Regions from separate parts of the Anas platyrhynchos genome. Here region 1 is linked to region 2. A link is a contact called in public Hi-C data. All regions are on one chromosome and are shown on one strand. The core of a region is the stretch at or near the end of the contact, and the rest is flanking DNA. Distances in the headings are between cores, read along the strand shown. Region 1 holds the start of RASSF6 (Ras association domain family member 6). Region 2 has its middle 32 kb from the start of IL8.

What was found. Hi-C and Micro-C count contacts between places; a contact is called where the count stands out from the background.
Region 1: a Hi-C map of skeletal muscle shows a contact between it and region 2, with 2.7 times the contacts expected there. The contact joins the promoter of RASSF6 here to the enhancer-like site in region 2. A contact is called at or near these places in 2 of 8 Hi-C or Micro-C datasets (skeletal muscle and subcutaneous adipose tissue).

Annotation. Positions count from the first base shown.
Region 1 is chr4:50,085,301-50,091,897 of IASCAAS_PekinDuck_T2T, reverse strand. RASSF6 (Ras association domain family member 6) reads right to left here and starts at 2,109. Exons shown (of 12, transcript XM_027457022.3): 1 at 2,019-2,109.
Region 2 is chr4:50,022,522-50,029,310 of IASCAAS_PekinDuck_T2T, reverse strand. No RefSeq gene overlaps it. Among named protein-coding and RNA genes, the nearest start is that of IL8, 32 kb to the left of the region's middle. Within about 2 kb of position 5,495, at least 2 of the 8 cell types and tissues checked have an H3K27ac peak or open chromatin away from gene starts, as enhancers often do.

The DNA of each region.
Region 1 (6,597 bases), core at 860-3,359, 66 kb before region 2:
AGAAATAATAGTAAGGCCATGAGGTGTTCACCTTCATTTACAAGCTCCACCATGGTTCAGTGGCAAAAATAAATAAACAAATGGTCATGTACAAAGCTAAATGATACTACAGTCTATGAAGCATTTGCAAAGACAAATCCAAATATTCCTAGCAAGGCCAAGTACTACTAAAGCAAATCTGGATTAAAAATGTTGAAGCCTGAAGAAGTGTTCATTGTAGGCTTCTCTGTCAGAAATGCACAAAGTTGTTTCTGCCATTGTTATGAAGAGGTAAATATCCGTTCTTTGAGCTTTCAGATGAATGAGTGGCTAGACTGCTAAGAGGCTAAACATCTTCCCATCAGATGCTGCAGTTGTATAGAAGCACAAGGTTGGAGAGGACCTACAGGATCATCTAGTCCAACTGTTCTATCACCAATAGTACCCACTAAGCTACTAAATCATATCTTGTAGCATCTTGTCCAGGTGCTTCTTGAACACAGCGAGGGATGGTGACTCCACCACCTCCCTGGGCAGGCTGTTCCAGTGCCTGACCACTCTTTGAGAGAAAAAGTTTTTCCTGATACCTAAACTTCTGTAGGCACAACTTGTGGCCATTTCCTTGAGTCCTATCATTAGTTATCTGAGAAGAGGCCAACCCCTTTCTCATCACAACCTCCCTTCAGGAAGTTGTAGAGTACAATAAGGTCTCCCCTGAGCCTCCTCTTCTCCAGACTAAATAATCCCAGCTCCCTCAGCTGCTCCACATAACACTTGTGCTCCAGACCCCTCACCAGCTTTGTCGCCCTTCTCTGGACTTGCTCAAGCACCTCAATGTCCTTCTTGTAGCGAGGGGCCCAAAACTGAACACAGGACTTGAGGTGTGGCCTCACCAGAGCCAAGTAAATGGGGACGATCACCTCCCTGCTCCTGCTGGCTACACTATTCCTGATACAAGCCAGGATGCAAATGGCCTTTTTGGCCACCTGGGCACACTGCCGGATCATGTTCAGCCAAACATTGATCAACATTCCCAGGTTCCTTTCCTTTTCACAGTCCTCTAGCCATTCTGCCCCAAGCCTATAGCACTGTGTAGGCTTATTGTGGCCAAAGTGCAGGACCTGGCACTTGGCCTTGTTAAACTTCAGCCCAGCAGTCCAGCCTATCCAGATCCCTCTGAAGGGCAACCCTACCCTCAGGCGGATTGACACTACCTCCCAACTTGGTGTCATCTGCAAACTTATTGAAGATACACTCAATCCCCTTATCTAGGTCATCAATAAAGATATTAAACAAGATAGGTCCCAGTACTGTATATAGCACTGAACTCTTGCCTGCTGGATCTATGAGCACAAAATGATTGAGCTAGTGGTGTGCTGCAGTCCTTGGGAGGTTTGCCAGCATGGAATCACCTGCTAGAGGCTTAGATGTGGTGACATCCTCCCAATCATACACTTGTCACTGAGGCTGATGTGTGACATGTCTCTCTAGTAAACGTAAGCTTCTTACGGGTTATGACCCATGAGGATAATCCGAACTTCCAGGACCAGGTGGATATGCCTGAAGCTGACACAGCAAAACCACAGCAAGCACAAACTCCAGAACAGGCTTTATAATACAATGGAGCACCTGTGTGGAAGAGGAACTCTCAACAGCTTGCTATTTCCTGGGTGGTTTGTCTATGCGTGCAGTAACTTGTCACTGCTTATTGCTTTCAATATTGTATCATAAATGATATTCCTCATAAAATAGAACGTGAGCACCTCTTTGTCACGTTGTGAAAATCACATGAATATCAGATCATTCTCTACGTTGGTTCAAAGCTATCCTAAAGAAACCAATTTAGTCCTTGTACTGGGGCAGACCCTTAAAATAGGTCACAAAGCTTTTAAACATACAATTGAAAATCTTCAGGGGAAGTGGGATCATATTTCAGGCATTTTACCTTTTTCACATTCATTTAATTGATGACACTTTTGGTGTTATCAAAACGTCCTGCTAATGTACTGCTGTGTCTTGCTGAAAAACAAATACCTTACCAAATGTGGGGGGAAATGTTTCATCTCTTTCTGCATCATGTCTTGGGGCATGTGCTTCAGCATTTTTTCTTTCCTGCTACAACAGTAAAAGCCACTGACCTAGAAAAAAAAAGTGAGCAATGGTTATTAGTGCTAACAAGCTGCGTCTAGGTAACACCTCTAGTTGGGCAATGTGAATAAATTCAGTCTAACATCTCATGACTAGTGGCACTTCTGAGCTTTCAGCAAAACCAAAGGCATCCACAGCCAACAACTGGACCATGAAACAGCGCTAGGAAGTTTTGCCACTGGTGACAAAGGACACAAGATCAAGCCCATAGAAAGCACTTGTGATTAAAAATCCCTTCAATATCTGGCACTGAGCAGGTGTTCTCACAGAGTAAAGGACTGTTTACACTGAGAGGTGTGTACTGGATACAATTCAAATAAAGCAATATATCTACAGCTTGGCTGCTGTTTGAAGATGGGAGGCAAAGAGATTCTGAAAAGTCTTTACTGGTGTGCCAGAACTGGAAGAAAAGCCTCTGTATTTTTCCCTTTCAGAAATGATTTAGTTTGAATTTTATTTCTGTTTATTAGATAGGGGAAGAAAGCAAGCCTTCAGGAAAAGCACAGAGGTCCCTTCTAAAGCTGAAACTTGAAATTTCCTACTCTACAACTGAAGGAAGAAATGCTGTGGATTATTACAGCTTTTTGTTCCTGCAGAAGATTTGCCCCTTCAGTATTTCCAGCTGAGTCTTTCAAGAACCTCATTAAAGCCCTCTAAAAATGACTAGCAGGCCAAAACAGCTTTTCTAGCATTAGTGATCTCATTGCACCACGGATTGCCTGCTCTTGGGGGCTCTGAGAGTGCCAGTGATCTTAGAGGTCTATTCCAACCTTAATGATTCTGTGATTTTAATTGGCCCTAATAGCCTTGACTGGCCTCATCTGCAGCCTCCTCCATACACACCCCCATGCCCAGGGGCCCTGAAGCTCATTTAAGCTCTGGCTTTGGTGCTTTAGCTTTTTCCTGAACTGTGTTGGAAGTAGGTGTCTTGTTCAGCGTCATCTGTGGACCTGTATGGTCAAGGACTGTGTTGTTCTGCTCCCCTGTACTGTGAACTGGCTTTCCCCTTTGACCTTGGACTTGCTTTACTGCCATGATCTTGACTCTGGGTTGAGCCTGGCTGTGATCTATGGGCCTGCCTGGCTCACCTCGTTCAGTTGTGGTGGGGTGGGCTCTGGGCAGTGAGGCTCCTGCCCTGCCAGCTGGGTTCTTGTACTTGGCTCCCTGGTCCCTGGGGAGCAGCTGGCTCTTGGGGCCTCACATCAATGTGTTGTTGATTCACTTTACTACATTTGAGCCCTGATTCCTAATGCTAGCGTCTGGTTGCTGTTTCACGCTAGGTATTAACTGGAAAAGGAAGATATTTATATAATGGTATTCAAATAATAACCGGGAAGACTCTTTACTTTGCAATCCATGTTTATATAAAGAAGCACTCAAGTGGATTCTGTTTATCTCCAGTGTTACTAATAATTTCCTTCAGTCAATACCATCCTAAAACATCTCTTTAATGAGGTCTACTTTTGTAAAGCATGATCTCAGGCTTTTTGAAGTAAAAGATTACAGTGGAATATAATGCTCCTTTCACAGCTGTACCCCTGTTATGTTTGCTTATCTTACACGCTCTGAGAGAGAACAATAAAAAGTTCAAAAGGACCGCCGGGTTGCGTGTATTTAAAAGGAATTTGATGCTGCAGAAATGGCAGTGGTGGTAGGGCTTATGCACGACTACAGGGTAGTCATAAATACCTTTAATGACTATGCGTTTGAAATGTGCACCAAGTCACATACTGGCCCAAAATCCTTCTTGTATTTTTAACTTAAATGATATTGTTAAGGCATGTGAGACAAAGGGAAAAAATCTTAGATTTCACAAGTGAATACTGCAGAAGGGAAACCATCCCAGTGACTTCAGTGGGATGAATAAGACCCTTGTAATCTCCAATTAAGTATCAGGTCAAGTAATGCAAAAGAGAAGTCATCAAAATCTTACATTTGACCTGATTCAGTTTTTAGAAGGAAATTCAACTTCCAACTAGTGTTTATCACTGCCATTACTGTGAAAACAAAACAGCTTGCATTGAAAAACAGGGTGTCAGCTGTAGCTAAATTTCCTTGTTCTAAGGTGTGGAGCAAAACCATAATCCAACATAAATACTATTTTTTGTGTTAGTTTATGAAATGCAGTGAGGGTGAAAGGTATTGCTGGAATCCTTCCTAGAGGGTTGTAAAGTAGATAGAATGTAGAAAGCAAGAAAGCAAGCTTTTGCATTACTAAATCCCATATTCAGCTTCAATCTGAAAATGTTCAAGTGCCTGAAGTGTTAAAGTTATGCTCATACTGTTAAGCTGCCTATTTTCAAGCACAACAGATAGAATGAGAGTGTTTTTTTTCAAAGATCTTCCAGATCCATGTCTTAAATCTTGATAACTCGCAAATCCTATGCCTGCAAAAAGAAAACCTAGATTTACTTGCCTTGTCTGAAGTCTGTACCTGTTATGTCTAAGAATTTTGTTAATCATTCGTTTAATCACATAACCTACAGCAATCCCCTCTTCCCATTTTGTAAAGGTGCACACTTTTACCTAAAATAAAAACATTAATTGTTGAATTCTTATGGCCTTTAAACTAACATTTCTTCAGGCTGTAAGCCTTAGAGTGTTTCTTTTTCTGAACCTCTGGAAAAGAACTGTGGTAACTCACGGTAATTCATGTCCTGGGAGACAGGCAGCTTCTAGCTATGCAGCTAGGTAATCTTACAGTGGGGAAGTCAGGCACAAAGGAATAAAGCCTAAATCTTCAAATGTAATTAATTTGCTCTGGAATCACCTTAGAGGATGACAGTTGCGTCTTTGCAGATCCTACCCTGACTGATAATCCCAGAGACTCAAAACTCTCCAGTGAAGCCGAGAGGTGGACTGAAATCTCCTGAGTTCCAGGTTAGCGCTTCAAGCACATGATTGTCTTTCCTCTGACTTAATGTTTCACATCATGTAAATGCAATAAATGTAATTGAAGTGCTCATTTTGTCCTGGGTGGCTCTTAACATTTTTATTTCATGAGGGACTTGCCTTAACCTGATAATTTTTAATAGGCCCATGTTCTTACATGGGCACTCCTTAAGCAAGGTACTTAAATTGTCTTGATTACCCCTGTTACAGATATCCAGCAACCTCAGCAGCAATTATAAACGCAGAGCAGATGTTGTAACTAGGTCATTTATCTAAGTATCCACATGCAGATTCAAGTGTATAACTTCAAATATCAAATATAGCTTGCCTGTAGAATGTTAACCCATACTAGATATGAACTAGACAGAAAATACACATGCCCATGTTCTCTTTTCACAAAGCCCTTTTGGGTCTTTGGAGGGAATTTCAGACAATTTCTCCAGTCAAACACCGATGCTGGAATGGGAGCTTCAGGTTCTGGTCTTGGTGTTGTGGTTCTGGCTTCATCGTTGATGCTTAGGACCATAGCCATTAGCAGCTGATTGTGCAAGAGTGCTGAAGGGTGTGGAAAGGCTCCGTGGACTTGGAAGAACTGTGGCGCTGCAAGCGGGCAGCGTGCAGAGCATGCTGAGTCACTGCCAGCATTATTCAGCCTTGCTGTGGCAGTGTGCAAAAGCCCTGCTGTGGGTAAGGGGATGCTGTTCTTGATACTCCTCAAGAGCTAGGAAAATGGGATGCTTGTGGTCAGGTGCTGGAGTTTTGCAACCTGTGGTAAGCCCTGCACTAAACGCTATCAGATGGCATCTGGTAAGAGCACAAGTGCTGTCAGAAACCATGCACATGTCCCCTCTCTTCTGTTCCTGACCTGTGGGTTTATGCTGAAAGAGAGAATCTAATGCAACCTCTTACAGGGACAGAAAATTATTCTGAACTTGCTAATGAACTACACCGGGACCTTAGGTAGAAATGTGGCACAATGCTGTGTTTTCAGAAGAAAAGCACTCTCAACGAGCAGAAATGTTAAAATACTGATTACAACTCCTAGGCAGGAAGCTGCCCTGCTGTCCTTGAGGAGGGACCACCACTGCTGTTTCAAAATGATGGCGTCCTTGTTTGCGTGTCATTAGTGCAGAAGTGACTTCCTACACAGGATGGCCAGGATGACACCGTGTAACACAAAGATTGCAACAGGATGTGGTATGGCTTTATTGTCTTGCTGGAAGACATTACAAAGTTCCTCTCTCGAAGTAAAATGACATGACAATGGCCGGTGGATGTCCCCACAAGGAATGATTCACTTTGAAACAAGCCATGGCTGGCACGTCTGCCTGAGGACAGGACCCAGCAAAACTGCCAAAATGCAATTTTGCTGCTCTGCCTTTTGCAGATAAACATCACTGAGAGACATATTCACGATCTGAAGGATGTGAGGCACCTGTTGCTTGCCTTACGCAACTGCTCTTCTGCCTCCAGCCTGCTTGTTTTCTTTTTCTCCTACAGCAGCCACATGCGGCCCAGTGCTCCGGCTGTAATGTGATAGTTGTGATAGTCTTTGTAAAGGAGAAGTAATAACAGTGT
Region 2 (6,789 bases), core at 4,246-6,745:
GCTGACGCTGCACTTCTCCCTTAATGGCAGTGCTGGCCCCGCTCACCCTCCCACCCCAACATGACACCGCCTCGCATCAGCTTGATTGATTGGAGCCTGCAGACCCACAGCTCTTAGACAAATCTTCCTGCGGTTGGCCAAGCGAGACAGACTTTACTGGAGGAGTGAGGCTGGGGAAGCGGGGTGTGACAGAGCTGGACAGAGAGAGAGCTTGAGCACGTAATTTCCTTCTAAGACTCAGCTAAAAGCCGCCAGCCCAAAAGGATGACATGACCATTTGTGCTCCTTTCCATTGGAAAGGGGTGCAAATTAGTCATTAGATATTTCCTGCCTACATGGGGTAATCACCATTTGGTTATGACGTGCAATCTGCCTGCACTGCTGGTCTCCTGAGGGACTGAGCGAGGAGCTCACAAGCCATCTGGGCTGCAAAAAGGACAGAGCTCAGGAGAGAGCCTCTGTGTACCCCATATCCCCACTAGGGCTCTTCCCTCTGCTGCATCCCACCTGCTTTCAGTCCTGAGCTTGGTTTTGCTTTCAGACAGGAAATCTTCTAATGGGACTGCTGTACTGTGATCCTTGTGACTTCAATAATCACTTGATTTTGCTTTCCATGTTGGTGTCCCAACAACTATAGCTTTACCTGCAGCTAATGCCTACGCTGTCCTATTACTGTCATTAAAATGCGTACTTGGCTAGTCACTTAAAAAACATAAATGTCACCTATGTACCTCAGTTGCAAGAAGCCACCTCTGTAGTGAGTCTTCTTATAAGGAAACAATACCCATTTTCCCCTGAAAATCAAGTCAAGCCAGTTCAAAATAGCCACTATAACATGCCTGATCTCAAGTCAGTCTAATAATGATTCATGAGCAAGTCTCTTCTTCATAAACCAGGAATGTTGTGCTGAAATTTGTTTTTATGGGATCTTGCTTTAGTGCTTCAAGTTGTAGATGTATATTCCCCAGCAAAGAATTTATTTATTTAATAAATAAAGATTAGAACATTGCAAGGGGAGGGAGACCAAAGAACACCCTTACAAGGCTTTACTGCTTGCATAGCCATAACCATGTCCCGAACTGAAGCAACAAATGGTACAAATTTTCTGGACATCAGGAAGGGGTTCTTCACAGAGAGAGTGGTTGCACACTGGAACAGGCTCCCCAGGGAAGTGGTCACTGCACCGAGCCTGACTGAATTTAAGAAGAGATTGGACTGTGCACTTAGTCACATGGTCTGAACTTGGGTAGACCTGTGCGGTGTCAAGAGTTGGACTTGATGATCCTTAAGGGTCCCTTCCAACTCAGGATATTCTATGATTCTATGATACAAAAATGTCAGCAACAATCAGGACGAACAAGGTATGTGAGCTGTTGGAGCAAAACCCATGGCAGCAATTCTGGAACAATTCATTTCTCTGAAGTCTGTTCACAAACATTCATGCAAAAGAGCAAAAAGCATCAGCTGCAAGCAGAACAAAACGCAACCCTGCAAAGTGCTATTTCATATCAAAGCTAATTGCCAATGTTTCTATATCTCTGACTAAATCTATGAATAAATAAATCTAAATAACATCTAATTCCTTCTAAAGACTCCCAGAAAGCTGCTTTTTCGCTGCTTCAGGGCAGAAGTTAGCAAAATTTGTTGAGTGTACTGAACACCGAGAGGGAGCTATCCGCAGAGAAGCGAAGTAGGAGCTTGCAGGAGGGGATTTCAGGTACGCAAACGCGAGTGCCACCTATCTGCAGGCAACACCGCTTCGCACCTCTCAAACGGCAGGTGCAGAAAGGGGTGAGTGGGGGGAAAAGTCCCCCCTGGGTGAAGGCGAGAGGTCGCCAGCAAGGCGAGCTCCAGCCCTTGTATGTCCTGGTGGACGGAGGGGATGGAGGGGACGGACGGGGAACCCTGTCCCGCCCAGCCCCCGGGGTTCCTGGCCCGAAAGCGGTGAACCCGGCCCCTCTCCACGCCGGGGAAAACCCCCGGCAGCTCCCGACCGGGCCATAAAAGCAGGGGCAGGCAGCGGGGAGGCTCAGGCAGCTCCGTGGCACCTCCGATGGCATCCCGAGCCATGAACCCGCACCTCCTGCTCCTGCTCCTGGCCACCTGCGCCGCGCTCTGCTGGGGTGAGAGCAGAGGGGACGTAGCTTAGGGGGGATAGGGGATGGGGGACGGGGGGACAAGGGGCGGGAGGGACGGCCCCAGAGCCTCGCTGAGGCCGTGCCCCCTTCCCCAGGTGCGCCGCTGGCCGGGGAGCTGCGGTGCCGCTGCGTGCAGACTGTGACAGAGCTGATCCCCCCGCGGCGCCTGGCCGGGCTGGAGCTCATCCCCGCGGGGCCGCACTGCGCCGTGCCCGAAGTGATGTAAGTGCCAAGTCCCTGTCCCTGTCCCCGTTCCGGGGTCCCTCGGCTCGCAGAGCCCCTCCTGAGTCCCCTCTCACCCTGCAGAGCCACCACAAAGGCGGGCAAGACGGTGTGCCTGAACCACTCGGCGCCCTGGGTGCAGCTGCTGATTACCAGGCTCCTCCGCAGGTACAGCGGGATGGGATGGGATGGGATGGGATGGGATGGGATGGGATGGGATGGGATGGGATGGGATGGGATGGGATGGTACCAGGACCAGCCCTGCTGAGCTCCTGGCCCCTGCTTTGCAGCTCGGCACAGAATTGATGGGGAAGGGGCTCCTGCGACGCTCTTGGCTTCAGCCCTCAGTGGACACCTCCTGAGACTCCGCGCCTGGGCTTGGCACCTTTCGTTAACGCCATGGTACCTGGATGCACTTAGAGCCCAGCTTTAAGTGATCTACTCATTTTCTGCCTTTAAATCCTTGCTGTGAGGCATGGCACAAGGAGACTTCCAGCAACCACCCTGCTGCCTTTCAACGCACAAACTTTGCCGGGCTGCAGCATCGGCACGCCGCTGGTGGGCTTGGGATGTCCGCAGGCAGCGATGTCCACCTTAGACATGCCATGGCAACCCTAGACAAGTGATGTCTTTTTTTGTATGGCATAATGTCATAATTTATATTGAGTCACATAAAACTGACTGTTGCACTGGTGGATGTTTACTTGCTATAGTCCAAATCCCCCTTGGGAAATGCACGTACATAGTTTTCCTCACGCTTCATAGCTCTGTCCAGCAGAAAGTGAAAACGAAGGGGGAATCTCAGCCTCTTTGTAATTACTGGTAATTAACTGTCTTCACAGTGAGACCTTATGGGTTCTGTTCATCTGCTAACTGCAACCTCTCCAAATGTCAAAGAAGCTGCTAGTTATTTATATCTAATTATTGTGTAGGTACATCATTGTACAACCAGCCTGATTGTAATAAGTGCCTGTAACTTAAACGGAAGATTTTTCTAATGTATTGTTTGCTACATGTGTTTCCTAATTAAGAGTTTCTCCTTTGTTACTTATGGTGTTTTGCTTTTAAAAAATAAATATTTAGTTAAATATGCCTGGTGTCTGTTCCCATGTGTTCACATCATCAGATAACATCACGGATGTTATCTGGATAACACCAGATTTTCAAGTTCAATTAGTTAATGGCTTATATAGACCGTGCCCATCAGCACTGTCACCATTCCACAGTTACAGCCCTCATTGTGCCTTTGTCTTAGTGGCATTCTGGTGTGAGAGCACTGGGACTGAGCCTCTTTTGTTTGGTCCCATTTGTGTCGAAATGAAATTATGTGAGAGGCTGATGTGAAAAGCATTGAGGCTCCATCATCTGCTTAAATTTCACAGCAGTCACCTGAAAACAGAACTAGGCTGGAGACAAGAGGGGTTGGAACAACAAAACAATGTGTTTCCACATAGCAGCCTAATTTTTTGTACTGCCTTCCGGTTCCTTTTCCAATGAGGGGTGCAGGACCACGAGGAGGTGAGCCAGCACAGCTCGTGGGTCAGATGGCAACACTCTTTGAGGTGTGAAGCTCTGTGTTTGTCTCAGGCTTCTCAAAACCATGTGGCTCTTTGGCCCTGCTGGTAACACTTCTGTCATTTTGCCTACTGCAAAGGAGCAACAGTGTTTTAACTATATATTTGAAAAACACATTCTGTCCCGTGTTTTCACGAAGGCTGTGGGTAAAGCAAGGGCGATACAATCTATTTCAGCCCCAATTAGCCAGCTGCTAATTAGTTCCTCAGGCAAACTCACTTCTGAAGTTAAATACTGGTCATGACAACTTTTGTGGTGGCCTCATTAAGTTAATTCCCAGCCTCTGCAGCAAACATGAGCAGGGTGGAGGTTCCCATTAATGAAAGTGAAATTTGGGGAACATGGAAATTAAACTGCTTGTGAGACGTGCTTCACAAATTGTCTAATTGTTCCAGTAATAAATCCACCCTGCAGATGTGCAGTCAGACCCATACGGATGTATCACAGTATCTGTTGTTTGCAACACCTGACCTGGCCTTTCCCAGTTCACACAGACGCTGCACTGCGTGGAGACGGTTGGTGTGGCAAAAGCATTTTTGGGACAAAAACAATCCCTTTGGTCTACATCTGCACGGTGAGACTCCTTTGGGACACGCGTCAACTGAATTCTTCTTACATTGGTCAGGAAAAGGTTGGACATCAGAAAGCTGGCAACAGACAAGCAAAGCAGGCAGGTTTGCAAGGCTGGTTGGAGGAGTAATGAGGAGCTGCAGCTGCCCCACTGCTCCTTCCGTGCTCAGCAGACATCCTTCGGCACCTGGCTCTCTCCTAATGAGGGATAGCCCAAGCAGTGACAGTGATTCCCAACTCTCTTTGAGAGTGACAGCAACATTTTGGCATTTCTGTCCTTCTTTGAGTATTTTTATTCCCACCCTTCCACCCATCTCGAGTACCAACAGGCTTAAATAGATCCTGGATGGCTAAGTGTCCTTTTCACTGCCATGGGTCTGTAGCTGCCATGGACAATGAGAAGATATTCTGTCTGTGTAGCTCTTTTGCTGTGAAAATTTGATTGTTCTGTTTGGATGATTGCCTGGAGTGGAACATGACTGAAATCCAGCTTCACATCTGTTTGGCAGCATCCAGCCTGGTTTTCTTAGTAAAAAAAAAAAAAAAAAAAAAAAAAAAAAGTCTATCACGGGCTGAAGCTGCTTCATTTGTTCTATACTCCTCTGTTCCCCTGGCATCTTTTGAGTATTGGCCATTTTCGGAGTACTTCCTAGATGGTTTCTGATGGTTTCTACAGTGAGTGATAGAAATTCCCATCAGAACTTGTCAACCAAACTTTCATGACACACTCGAGAACCTATGGCAGAGGGGGAGAAGTCACAAAGGCCCTAATTGTGGGAACTTCCTCGGTTGGTTGTGTACCTAATTAGACGCCAGAGAATCCAATTACAAAACTCACGTCCATTGAAAAGCAGGTATCGTCAGTTCTGCTGCTTGTTTGCACAAAGCACCTCAATCAGCCGCCGCAATAATCCTCACTCGGTGGGACCAGGGTCAGATCTGACACTTCCCAATGACAAGGCGAGCTTAGTGTTACTTTCAGTACCCAAGAAGAATGCCTTTCCTATCACCCGTGCAGAGCAGCAGGATGAGCTGTGCAGATCGCATATTTTCCTTATGTTCCAACATGTATTTTTATTCTTGTTATGTCATCAGATCAAACTCTTGACACACTAACCTCACCACAGATAAATGCTTTTCAAATTACTCCTTCTCCTTGGGCTTCCCTGATTCATGCTCCCTTTCCTGTGCCCACTTCCAGGAGGCACCAGCGCATGAGGAGAACAGAGCTACATCTCGTCAGGCAAACTGGCAAGGGACCTGTCAGCCTCTCTTATCTCTCACCAGTTGCTAATGACCAAGTATGACCAAGTGGTTGTGCCACTTAGGAAAAGCAGGGGAATCCCCATAGCCGGAAAAATCTGGCCAGGAGATTGGGCTGATCCCACCTGCAAAATCCAGCTAATTGCCCAGAGTGATGCAGACATGATCCTTGGGAGATGATTCGGGATGATCCTGATTTATTTTCCTCATAACTTTGTTAAGAGTCTATCTAAAAGTGACATCGTGGATTACCTATTCATGTTTTCAGCTGCCTCCTAGTCGCAGACTTCTTTAAAGATGATTTTATTGGTTCCCATAAAAAGGAATACTTGTAGGATATTCTGGGCACCACCACAAACGGCACAAGGTGCTCTTGTTTCACGGGGACAGAGACAAAAGGTGCTCATCTGACCATTTATCATCTTTTTTTCCTAAAACTGGCTCCTGGTAGTACTGCTTTGAGAGTATCCTGATGGGGTCAGATGTGTAGGGTTACCATCACACAGATTAAAGAGAAGGCGCTGAGCAATGGTCCTGAGCATGAGCCATTTTTTGCATTTTAGCACAACTCGAGTTTCCTCGCACTCGGTTGGCATGGCAGATATTTGCACAAGAATTATCCAGAACCATAGCCTGGGCTAAAGGTCAGGCCAGCTCTTGAGGAGTTTGATATGTCAGAGAATTAAGACATTCTAGACCATCAAAAATGTTCTTATGAACGTCAAACAAAATGGTTAATTACACCACAGGAAAATGACTGAGCAAATGAGCTTCATAAGCACTGCAGATGTTGCGCATTTGTCAACAAGCCACATTTGCTGATTGAAGAGTATTTCCTTTTTGGCATGGTGAAGCAATCTGCAAGCTTCTTCACCCCTTTCTGCAGTGCCTTTCTGCTTCCCCAGCACGTCACTGAAATTATTTCATTGCCCCAAGCTGCTCAGCACTCAGGTCTCCCCTTAGAAGCAATGTACCTGAACAGCTTATCTGCTGAATTCATGCTGAATCGTGTTGTAATTCA